Regions from separate parts of the Zea mays genome. Here regions 1 and 2 are each linked to region 3. A link is a contact called in public Hi-C data. All regions are on one chromosome and are shown on one strand. Each heading gives the region's core, a stretch centred on a gene start, on an enhancer-like site or on the middle of the called end of the contact. The rest is flanking DNA. Distances are from core to core; before and after follow the strand shown.

Evidence for each region. Hi-C and Micro-C count contacts between places; a contact is called where the count stands out from the background.
Region 1: a contact with region 3 is called in a Hi-C map of leaf, with 4 times the contacts expected there. The contact joins the promoter of LOC100274102 here to the promoter of LOC109944496 in region 3. A contact is called at or near these places in 4 of 25 Hi-C or Micro-C datasets (ear, leaf and tassel).
Region 2: a Hi-C map of leaf shows a contact between it and region 3, with 6 times the contacts expected there. The contact joins the promoter of LOC103646334 here to the promoter of LOC109944496 in region 3. A contact is called at or near these places in 11 of 25 Hi-C or Micro-C datasets (bundle sheath, ear, endosperm and 5 more).

The regions. Positions count from the first base shown.
Region 1 is chr2:41,250,587-41,254,201 of Zm-B73-REFERENCE-NAM-5.0, forward strand. LOC100274102 (Per1-like family protein) reads left to right here and starts at 1,726. Exons shown (of 6, transcript NM_001148481.1): 1 at 1,726-1,977; 2 at 2,067-2,192. The coding sequence starts at 2,089.
Region 2 is chr2:41,368,038-41,371,189 of Zm-B73-REFERENCE-NAM-5.0, forward strand. It overlaps LOC103646334 (ABC transporter G family member 51), which reads left to right and starts at 1,814. Exons shown (of 24, transcript XM_008671066.3): 1 at 1,814-2,533; 2 at 2,751-2,871. The coding sequence starts at 2,232.
Region 3 is chr2:41,644,692-41,648,131 of Zm-B73-REFERENCE-NAM-5.0, forward strand. It overlaps LOC109944496 (disease resistance protein Pik-1), which reads left to right and starts at 1,673. Exons shown (of 3, transcript XM_020549280.1): 1 at 1,673-1,725; 2 at 1,884-1,962; 3 at 2,080-2,574. The coding sequence starts at 1,720. The coding sequence ends at 2,438.

The DNA of each region.
Region 1 (3,615 bases), core at 476-2,975, 390 kb before region 3:
ATTTGGCGGAAGATGGCCCTTGCGATCCGACTACGACGAGCAAGCCCGAGGCGCCAATGCAATCGCTGAACCAACTCCCTGTGGTTACCGACCTTGCTGATGCGAGATCGGCCTGATCACGAAGATCGTTTCCTGTGCGCAATCGAAGAACGAACAAGAACAAGATGCGAGCAATCTAATCTATTACTCGAGGGTGGAGTTCTGAATACACGAAGACAGCGCAGATTTGCGCGTGTTCGAGAGTAGCTAAGGCTAACGTAAAACAAAACTCCGAAAATAAAGGAGGCGCAGCTCCTGAATAAATAGAGAGGGGGCGCAGCCCCTAGGGGCGGCCAACCCTAGGTCGTCCATTATGGGCCGCAATTGGGCTGGTCGTCTATTCTTCCGGGCCTTCGTTCTTTAACAACATGATGTAGTTCAATTCTCTTGCACGGGCCCGAGTCACTGGCCCAGGTGGAAGGGGTGGCGCCTGGGCTAGAGAAGGTGCTGCTGGTGTAGATGTGCTCGTGTTGGTGTTGATGTCCGCATCACCTACCCTATCACTAACGGGTCGGCGTCAACCGTCCACTCTGTAACGGTCCAACCGCAGGGTGGCGCATAGGACATCGTAACCCGAGAGCGGATGAGAATATAAAGGAAGGAATTTGGCACATGGACGATCGGACAATCCGACGTTGTGGCCCGGTCAGTCTGTAAGAGTAGCCCGAACAGTCCGCGATTAGATTAATTTAGGCTGGAGTTCTTAACTCTTGCATGGTTATCGTAATGACCTATGGGAAACTGTTCCTCTTCTATAGGGTCTCTATTGGAAGGCGAGATCTAGGTTATACATGAAGCCCTCTGCGCCATCCCGAACGGTCCGCCGTCTACATGCAGACGGTCCGTGTACCTACAAAGAAGAGTGTAGTTATCTGCTCCACGACGGACGAACTGGTGTTCAACCGCGGATCGTCTGGTGACCTATCACGAATCGTCTGGCTCCTCGCAGAGAGGTCCCCAAGATCTCATTCTTCGAGAGCGCGATATAGAGATCATTGATGTTTGGATAAAAAACGTCAACGAAATGGGCAAACTTTAGTGCTACATATTTTTTTTAAAAAAATACTAGAAAACATTTATTGAATAATTTGACTTTTACAATTTAACTTATAATAAATTACTTGTCTCTATTATACTATTCTTCCCATTGGTGCAGACTTTTATTGAACCGTTTCAAAAACGTCACATCATTTTTTTGTCTATAAAACTATACATCATAAGTTTCATATAAAAAACTCTATCACCTTCTATAAACTCTCTTTCTCTCTCTCCTTATGAATCTTCGTGTCATCATACTTGTTAATATGATGGGATATCTAATGAAGATAAAGGTTAAATGAAATCACTACAGGGATAACCTTGTGCATCTTGCTTCGAGAGAGCTGTAGTTTTTATTTCTAACCATTATTCCGTTTATCAATTCATGTAGCAGTTTATGGTCGTTCCATGTAGCAGTTTATGGATTCTTTTCCCGGTTGAAGGAGGTTTGGACTAGGCTGAAACGAGACGGCGGGGCCCCATCGTTGTCACAGCCAGTCTACTCCGGCGGCCCAGCCCACGTACAGTCGAGCAGGCGATCTCGCACCCCTGGTCGCCTGGTCAGCAGTGAGCAGTCAGCGGCTGCGCGCCGCCTCGTCGGGACTCGGGGGCAGAGCTGGGGCTATCTCTTGAGCTGGTGGTCAGGTACTCAGGAGGTCATCCATGATCCATCCTGATTCTCCCTCGTCCTGCTCCCCTTTCCTTGGCCGGCCGGCGCGCGGAGTGGAGGTCGACCGACATTGAATTCCCTCTTTCCTTCTTTGCCGCTCAATTGCCCCCTTGCTCCGCGGGAAGCTGGCCACCGGTCCTGCCTGCGCAATCCATTTTGTTCGTACTATTATTGTGTAACCATTGTGCTCCGTGGAGCCGTAGAGGTGGAGATCTGGGTTGCCATTTCCAGTAAGCACCCTGATTTGCTTACTTTTGCTCCGTCCGCTATATGTCCTGGCCTCCTGGGTATTCTTCCTGATTTCACTAGGATTTCACAGGACCCTGGCCGCGTCCGCTGCGATGGGTCGAAGCGTCTGGGCGGTTCCGTTGGCTTCCCTTCTTGCGTTTGGTTTGGTGCTCGGCTCCGTCGAGGCCAGCCTCGGGGATGTTGATCCGCGTTACAGGTGAGCTGCATCTCTGTGTGTCTCTCCTCAATCTCTACTTGTCTCCAGCAGTACTAATTAGTTATGCACCGATTATTTTCTGTTGCTCAAGACATGAAGCAAAACCCTGCTTGATCTAGATTCTTGTAGGAGGATTTCCGATTTCATAGTCCCACTGTTGTTATTGTTAATCCGGTAAATCTTGGACAGGACATAACATCTATGGTCTGTTTATGACATGTAAAGATAATGATGTGTTAGTGTGTTACCGTTTGAATGTGGCTGATGACTACTCCCATGCTAGCTAGTTTGCTGCATAGTAATATATCAATTTGAAATAGGGTCCCTCAAAATAGATCACACGCGCACAGCTGAATCTCTGCGGCAAACGGTCATTTGATTAAGTTAACACTTGCTTTCTATGCCAAGTGGAACATGTATCAGTGTCTTATGAGACGAGATGTGAAGCAATAAGGCATGAGCTTTACTAGAACAACTTGATTGCCTGGTGTGTAATTTTGTAACAACGAGTTGGTTCTAGGATCCTAGCAAACATTACAACATCAACTTGGAAATAAGAATTTGGTTAATTATGTCTTATTTGGATTTGATGACATATTATGAACTAAACTTGCTATCTCTACACCTAAAAAGACTCTGACGTCATCTCTTGGTGACACCAAATCTTGATCCTTGCTCATGTGTCCGTGTTCGATATGAATCATCCTTCATTCACAGCTCATGTGTTGTCGTCCTACCCAATTTCGATACGAAAACCAGATCTCACGTCCGCATCCAATTACTGAGGTTTATGGCCATGGTGCAGTACACAGGCATATATCTAGTGTACCTAGAAAAGCCAAAGCAACTTACAATTTCGGACAGAGGGAGTACTATTTGTGAGAATGCAATAAGTTTTGAATTTATTGAATTTGACCCTATGACTTGTATATTGTGTCCATTACATTACTAGGCTTTTGAGGCTTGAGCATTGTGCCTGATAAAAACACTGCACGAAGGAAGCCTGAACCTTTGATGAGTTTTGCTGGGCCAGGTTGTGATGGAAGGGAAGCCCTAGTTGTATTGGATAGGAAGTGATTACATATTTACATATATATAGAGACCCAGGATAAACCCTAACCCTAATGGGTCGGGAGCCCAACAGTGGTGCCAACCCGGCTACGGATACATATAGGAAACACACACTCTACCCTCCCCTCGTAATCGCAACGGCAGCACCGCAAACGATGAGACTGGAGCATAAGCCGAAGGTAGGAGCCGACGGGTTGAAATCCCTCACAGTCGCAGTGCTGTGAGGGTGCAAGTGTTGCGGCTGGAGCAGAGGCCGATGTGCACTCCATGCAGATGATAGCCCCTGGATGCCGAGGTAGCTGAAGTCGAGGTGGTGTGCAGCCTCGTTCTTCGAGGGGTAGACGTTCGAGCG
Region 2 (3,152 bases), core at 564-3,063, 280 kb before region 3:
GTGCTGTTTGGTTCAAAAAATGTAACGCAAATGGTAATGGTAATGGTTTCGGCTCGATTACTGGCGGTAACAAATTTGAATAGACTGGTATCAAATTTTAGTGTGGTATCTGATTACGGTTGGACTAAAACAAACATGATTTAACGTTATACGTTACCCATTACGTTACAAATATGTGAACCAAACGATACCTATATTGTTATATGTAATCAAAAAGAAAGGACAAAAACCTTATGGTGGTCGGTCTCCATTGAAATTGTCAGGGCCGACCCCTGAGGGCTGAGGCCATGCCACGGAGGCGACGGCCATGGTCCCAAAATTAATAGGGATTCAATATTTAATATCTATCTATACCATTATATAACTCACCAGTTTAAATTTTGTAAACTCATCCAACCAAATAACCTATACACCCATAATCTTCACTACATCCACCAAATAAATTGCTCTCATACTTAACACACCATGAAAACCAATTAGCCTAAGGGAATCAGATTAGAACCCGCATTCATTGTTCTGCTATTCTCATTTTCGTCTTTTCTATTCCCCTTCCACTCAAAGCCCATTCAAATTCCCATTTTCCCGTACAACCCACGTCTACCTAAAATTTAAAACACAAATAGTCTAAGGGAATCGGATTAGAACCCGCGACCCCTCAGGCAAATGCGAGTAATAGCTATCGCTACACCACATGTGTGTTTATGTCACATCTATGAGACTATAACAGGAAAACATCTACTACATCTCTCCTCAAGCCCACCTGCTACTCTTGCACAATGCGTAGTAGTAGATAAGTATCAACGAGATTATTGAATTATATTTTGGATGAAGGGAGGAGTATTTAAAAAGGACCTTACATGCATTTTTTTGTTTGAATAATGTTTTTAACTTAAATTACCTTTTTTGCATGCATGACATTTATTCTCCATAATATATTTTTTTCCATGGATCCGATTTGTGAGTCATTTTCATAAATCAATGACAAGGATGAATCCATGTTTCTTACTTGGAAACCTCGAACAAACACCACCAGCAGGAGGCGCTCACGTTGGTGTCGTTCATCGACGATGAGAAGAAGCATGACGACTACCAGTTCGACCTCTGAAAGTAGTCCTACGTGACCGCATGCGCCGCTGTGCACGACAAGCTCTGGCACAGCCGCCCCCTTGGATACGGTCCAGAGCGGCTGCATCGCGCTGTCGATCATCAAGCAGGGGGACCTCATGGCCGTCGCCAACGTCGGCGACTCTCGGGTTGTTCTGGGCATCGCATCCGACGACGACGCCATCACACTGTCCAGCTCATCGTCCACTTGAAGCCCAACCTGCCACGTAAGTCGCTCTTGACCGGGCATAAATTCTTGTACGCTGTGACGACGGCTGTTGCTGACGTTGTGCGAGTGTCTTCGAACATGATGTATTATATGTTTCCATTGCAACGTATGGATACTCACCTAGTTAAAGTTGATGAAGTTAAACTACGCCAAATAGAGCCTAAAAGTCCTATTGAACAATTTTTTTTTTTGGAACGAAGAGACGGTTTGATTTCCTAGGCCCACAACGATGTTGTGGCCCTAGCCGCCCTAGACAGAAATCCAAACAGATCCGTACCTCCAATGCAACTTGTTGGATTACAACGCGTACCGGTGGCGCGCAGGACTACCGTCGATCTCGGGCGCGTACGGTACGTAGCTGTCCCAACAGCCGCCGCCGCCGCCGCCTCGTCTCTGTGGTGGTGGAGCTAATTAATAGGCTAATAGTAGCATGCATGCGAGGCAGCGACCTCGCGCCTCCACGGCTCCACCGCCAGCAGTACCTTCCCAGTGTTTTTGTGGGAAATTGGGTTAGTTTCTTACTACTCTGGTGCTCATCGTTCACATCCCAGAGAGAGACGCGCCCGATCCGATCACATTGCCGCCGCGCCTCTCCGACTCTCATCCCATATAGGAGTACACTTCCCCCCTCAGGGGAGAACCGTGCGCGTTTTGTTTTCCTCTTCTATTAGTAGTTCTTGCAACCTCTATACATACGTATCTAGTTGTCGTAAGAGACAGAGACTCATCGCTGCACCTCCAGATTAGATCACGGCGGAGGCAGAGGGAGAGGCCAACCTATACCTACATAACGTCTAGTCGCAGAGACTTAATTAGTATACTGCACTTCCAGACCAGGCCAGATCAAGGCGGCGGACGCGCAGGGGCGGGGGCGGGGGCGGAGGCGGAGGCGGAGGCGATGGCGGCGAGCGGCGCCGTCCAACCCCACGTGGCGTTGGATGTCAATGTGGAGGAGGACGCCAACGACGACGAGGCGGCCGACCGGCTCTGGGCGACCATCGAGCAGGTCGCCTCCCCTCAGCGGCGCAACCTCGCGATCGTCGCCCTCGACCCCGGCAGTGCATCACAGAAGAAGGAGGAGGTCATGGACGTGCGGAGGCTCGACCGCCGCGGCGCCCAGCGCGTGCTCCAGAGGGCGCTGGCCACCGCCGACTGCGATAACGCGAAACTCCTCCGCGGCATCAGGGACCGCCTTGACGCGTGCGTAATGCAGCAGATCTCCTGCCTCCTCCTCGTCCTCCTTCGATCTTCAATTTTTGTTTTTTTTTACTTTGATCCTGTCGCCTATGCTAAACCCCATTGATCGATTATTACTAGTTTCTATGATTTGCCTACTACTACTATTTGCGTGCGTATTTACTGAATATATATATGGTGTGGATCCCAATAATTACTGCATGCTTATTTGGTCGTGAAGGGCGGGACTGGACGTGCCACGGGTGGAGGTGAGGTTCCGCAACCTGACGGTGTCCACGGAGGTCCACTACGGCCGCCGGGCGTTGCCAACGCTCCTCAACTACGTCCATGACATTGCCGAGGTATATATGGAGGATATGATTCGTCTTTTTCTTTTCTTTTTTACGTGCTGGGTAGGGCAAAGCGCGGATCTTCTCATGATTTTAATTTGCTTGCTCGGATAGCGACTGCTTCATGCCAATGCCATCGTGTGATTAGACTGTCCACGTCAGGACGACCTTTGATCAGCAATAGTCCTGTGACGCGTTGTTGCCAGTTTCCCTTTGCACGCTATGGGTACTTAAATCTCGTCACGTGTGCAGTTACGGCTGACAGATGCAACTAGCAATTTTGACATGCTCAC
Region 3 (3,440 bases), core at 423-2,922:
CATAAATGACTCATCATCACACAATGCTTCGAATAATCATTAAGAGTGGGTAATATTATTACATATCAGAGTCATAAACATCATTTATATCAAAGAACACAGAATAGAAAAGTACCCAACGTAATTAAACCTTTCACACACAGCTGACTGGGGAAGGTCACTATCCTGATTCTCGAATTCGTCGAAGTCTTATAACTCTTGGGGATCCGCTTCAATGTCTTTCTCTTCGCGTGATGAGTGGTTGTATCGAGAGCGACCTGGTGAGGGATTAACGTGGACGCTTCTAAATAGTACAATTGCTATATGCTATTTTCTCACATGTTTTTTCTCTCTGTCTTTTTATGCAGCTATATATTTCCTAGATGTTACATTTGGAAGTGTTATGCAGCTATATATTTCCTAGATGTTACATTTGGAAGTGTAGAATATGTCCGAGCGTGTTAAGGAAAACCAATTTTAAACCGTTTTTAGGACTTCTACCATTATTTGTTACATTACGAAATATCTAAAACCGAAATCAGATGTGCACACATTTCCCTGTTGCTTTACTCTGAGACAACAACGTTTTTTTTTCCATATAGTGAAACTTTCTAGTAAAGAAAGAGTGGCCGGACGAAGCAGCTTGTGGAGTTGTGGTTGCCAAGTAGATTGAAAGGTATACAGCATCAATCAGCTCGCTAGAAAATTCAACGATTATATATGATTAGAAAATGGCCGTGTAATAAGAGCTCAGCTACTAACGCTGTGTGTCCTTTCAGGGGATCTGGTGTTGACCCATCAATCGCCATCAAGACAGGATAAAGCAATCAAGAGGACTGGTCTATATATATATATGGTCAAGTAATTTAATTAGCGTTGCAAGTGGAATAATACAATGTACGTACTTACGTCGCTTTTGAGCGAGCGAACGGGTTTACACCTCGGTCAGCATGTTCAGATTGTGCGGTGTGCAGCTTCTTCTGAAAGTGTGCTTAATATATAAGCGTTAACAGAAACAGAAAGTGTGCTTAGCGCACTAATTAATAATGAAGAGCTCAGTGCTGTAGATTTGGGTTCTAATTGCTCCATGGGTACGTGTAAAAAGGTGATAATTAATTCTTCACTTTGCGTTAAGCTCTTCTTTCCTCGTTGACTTGCTGTCAACTCCTTCTGTACGTCATGGCTGACTGATGAATAGGATTTCTGGTGAACAAACATCCAGAAAAAACTGAAACGACCTCAGCCCTAATTCTATTTGTAAAGAACAGCACGCACACACACAATCAGACAATCGGTGTTGCTTTAGTAGTCAAGCGCCAAGGTTCAAACACGAGAAATTTTAAACAAGGAAATGCCAAGAGATCAACGATCAGCCCTATTATTCCGTTGAAGAAAGTGTGATCACAGGCACGCGTTCACAGAAGTGCCGCAGTAGCCCGCAAGAGTTTCCTCGACGTCAATTCTTAGACTAAAGCTTAGCACACCACGGCGTGTGTAGAAAGGCTCGATCGGTTGGTTAGTCTGGTTGAGATCGATCTTCTAGACAAATTAAACTGCCCGGAATCTTCTTAGCAACTGGGTATTACTTTAAAGTACGACGTGTGCGTTCCTTGGGTTGGGCCTACTACACGGCACCTTCTTCCTAGGTGTATATAGGTTGGATAAGGGACGTCCTCTCTTTGCACAACAAACTCAGTTTCCAAATTAGCAAATTAGCAAGCAACTGAGTGCAACAGAAACATGAAGGTAACATGTTTTTTTTTCTGCTTCTTTTTTTTTCTGCCGGGAAGAGTTTGTCTCTTCGATGGACCACGGCATCTAGCTCTTTTGTGTGTGTGTGCCTCTAGCCCTCCAGCTGATGAAACATCTTCTTGGGCTTTTTTTTGATATTATTCGGGTCCCAGCAAAGGATTGTGATCAAGGTGCAGATGACCTGCGACAAGTGCCGTAAAAACGCTCTGGCTCTAGCTTGCTCGACATATGGTAAGCACTGCGTTACTGATCGCAGTGACCCGTGTCTGAACGCCCAGCCGCCTCTCGCGTGGTCGAGGAGCGGCACAGCAGCTGATCGTGTCTGTGACTGTGACGTCTTGGTTGCAGGAGTGCAATCGGTGGGGATCGAGGGTGAGGAGCGGGACCACCAGCTCGTGGTGATCGGCGACGGCGTCGACGCCACCTGCCTGGCGAGCGGCCTGCGGAAGAAGGTGAAGGCGGGCAGGGCGGACATCGTGAAGGTGGAAGCGGTGGGCGACGAGAAGGAGGCGACGACGAAGGACGACGCGGCCGCCAGTAGTGGTAGTAATCCTAATCCCGTGGCCGGGTGGCCGCCGCAGTGGTACCCCTACCATCCCGGCTACTACTGCCCAGGGCCGGGCGTCGTCCACCCGTACGCCGGCCACTGCCTTGTCGAAGACCCTTGCGCCGACGACGAGGCTCCGTGGCGGTGCACCATCATGTAGCAGGGCACTCATCGATGGAGTGTAGTATAGGCACTAGGCAGCAGCATCTGATCAGTCTCTTCGACCAGTAGAGGGGAAAAAGTATTTCACTACCACGACATGAGATGCAAGAAAAACATTTTTCCATATTCGTAAAGCTTGACTTGTTTCTATTGGGATTCAAATCTAGTCTATCTCAATTGCTTGGGGGTAAAAAAGCTTTATTGTTGTTGTTGATACAAATTGTTCAAATTCCATAATGTGGTAGACAACACGTTATCCTATTTTATTGAAATACATTAAGAAGTTTTCGTCCTTACGTAAGTTTTTAAATCTATAGGTTTGATTTAGTACTACTAGCGTGGCCTATGAAATAATCATTAACATATAATTTTAACGTAAATCGTAATGTATTCGAGAGAATATTTTATTTGAGTGGCCGCTCCATCCATCGAATATGAACCAAATATTTTCAAAATGGAAAAAAAAATCTATTTAACCACCTGGATTAATAATGGATGTCTACTTTACCTCTCTCTTCTAAGACCAGATATTCTACATATATCAAACTAAAATTAAATAAATAACCTTCTGAGCCTGATTTGGTGAATCGGATGGGATCCATAGAGAAGGAAATCACTTACCATTTAACTTTCATATAAAATATAACATAGGGGGAAACAAACATGCGAAACCTGCTTTTGTTGGAACAAACAAAAAAATTGGGAGAAACTAAATAAAAACCTGATATTTATGGAGCTATACTTAGACATGGTGAAAAAAATATATAGTAAAACTTTAGCTCTTTAGGATTATATAGATACATGTATAGATAAAAATCAGGAGGCGGTGGATGGCCCAAGTGTTGTTATCTTAGTTTTGGCCCATGGTTTATATATAGATACAAAAAAGCATTCGCCGGCTCTAGGGTAGTGACCAGATGGGCTTTTGGCCCATACATCAATGGAACACGAAACTTCGGCCGTTAAATGGGCCTGTTGGGCTGTGATTTAATTACAGGGT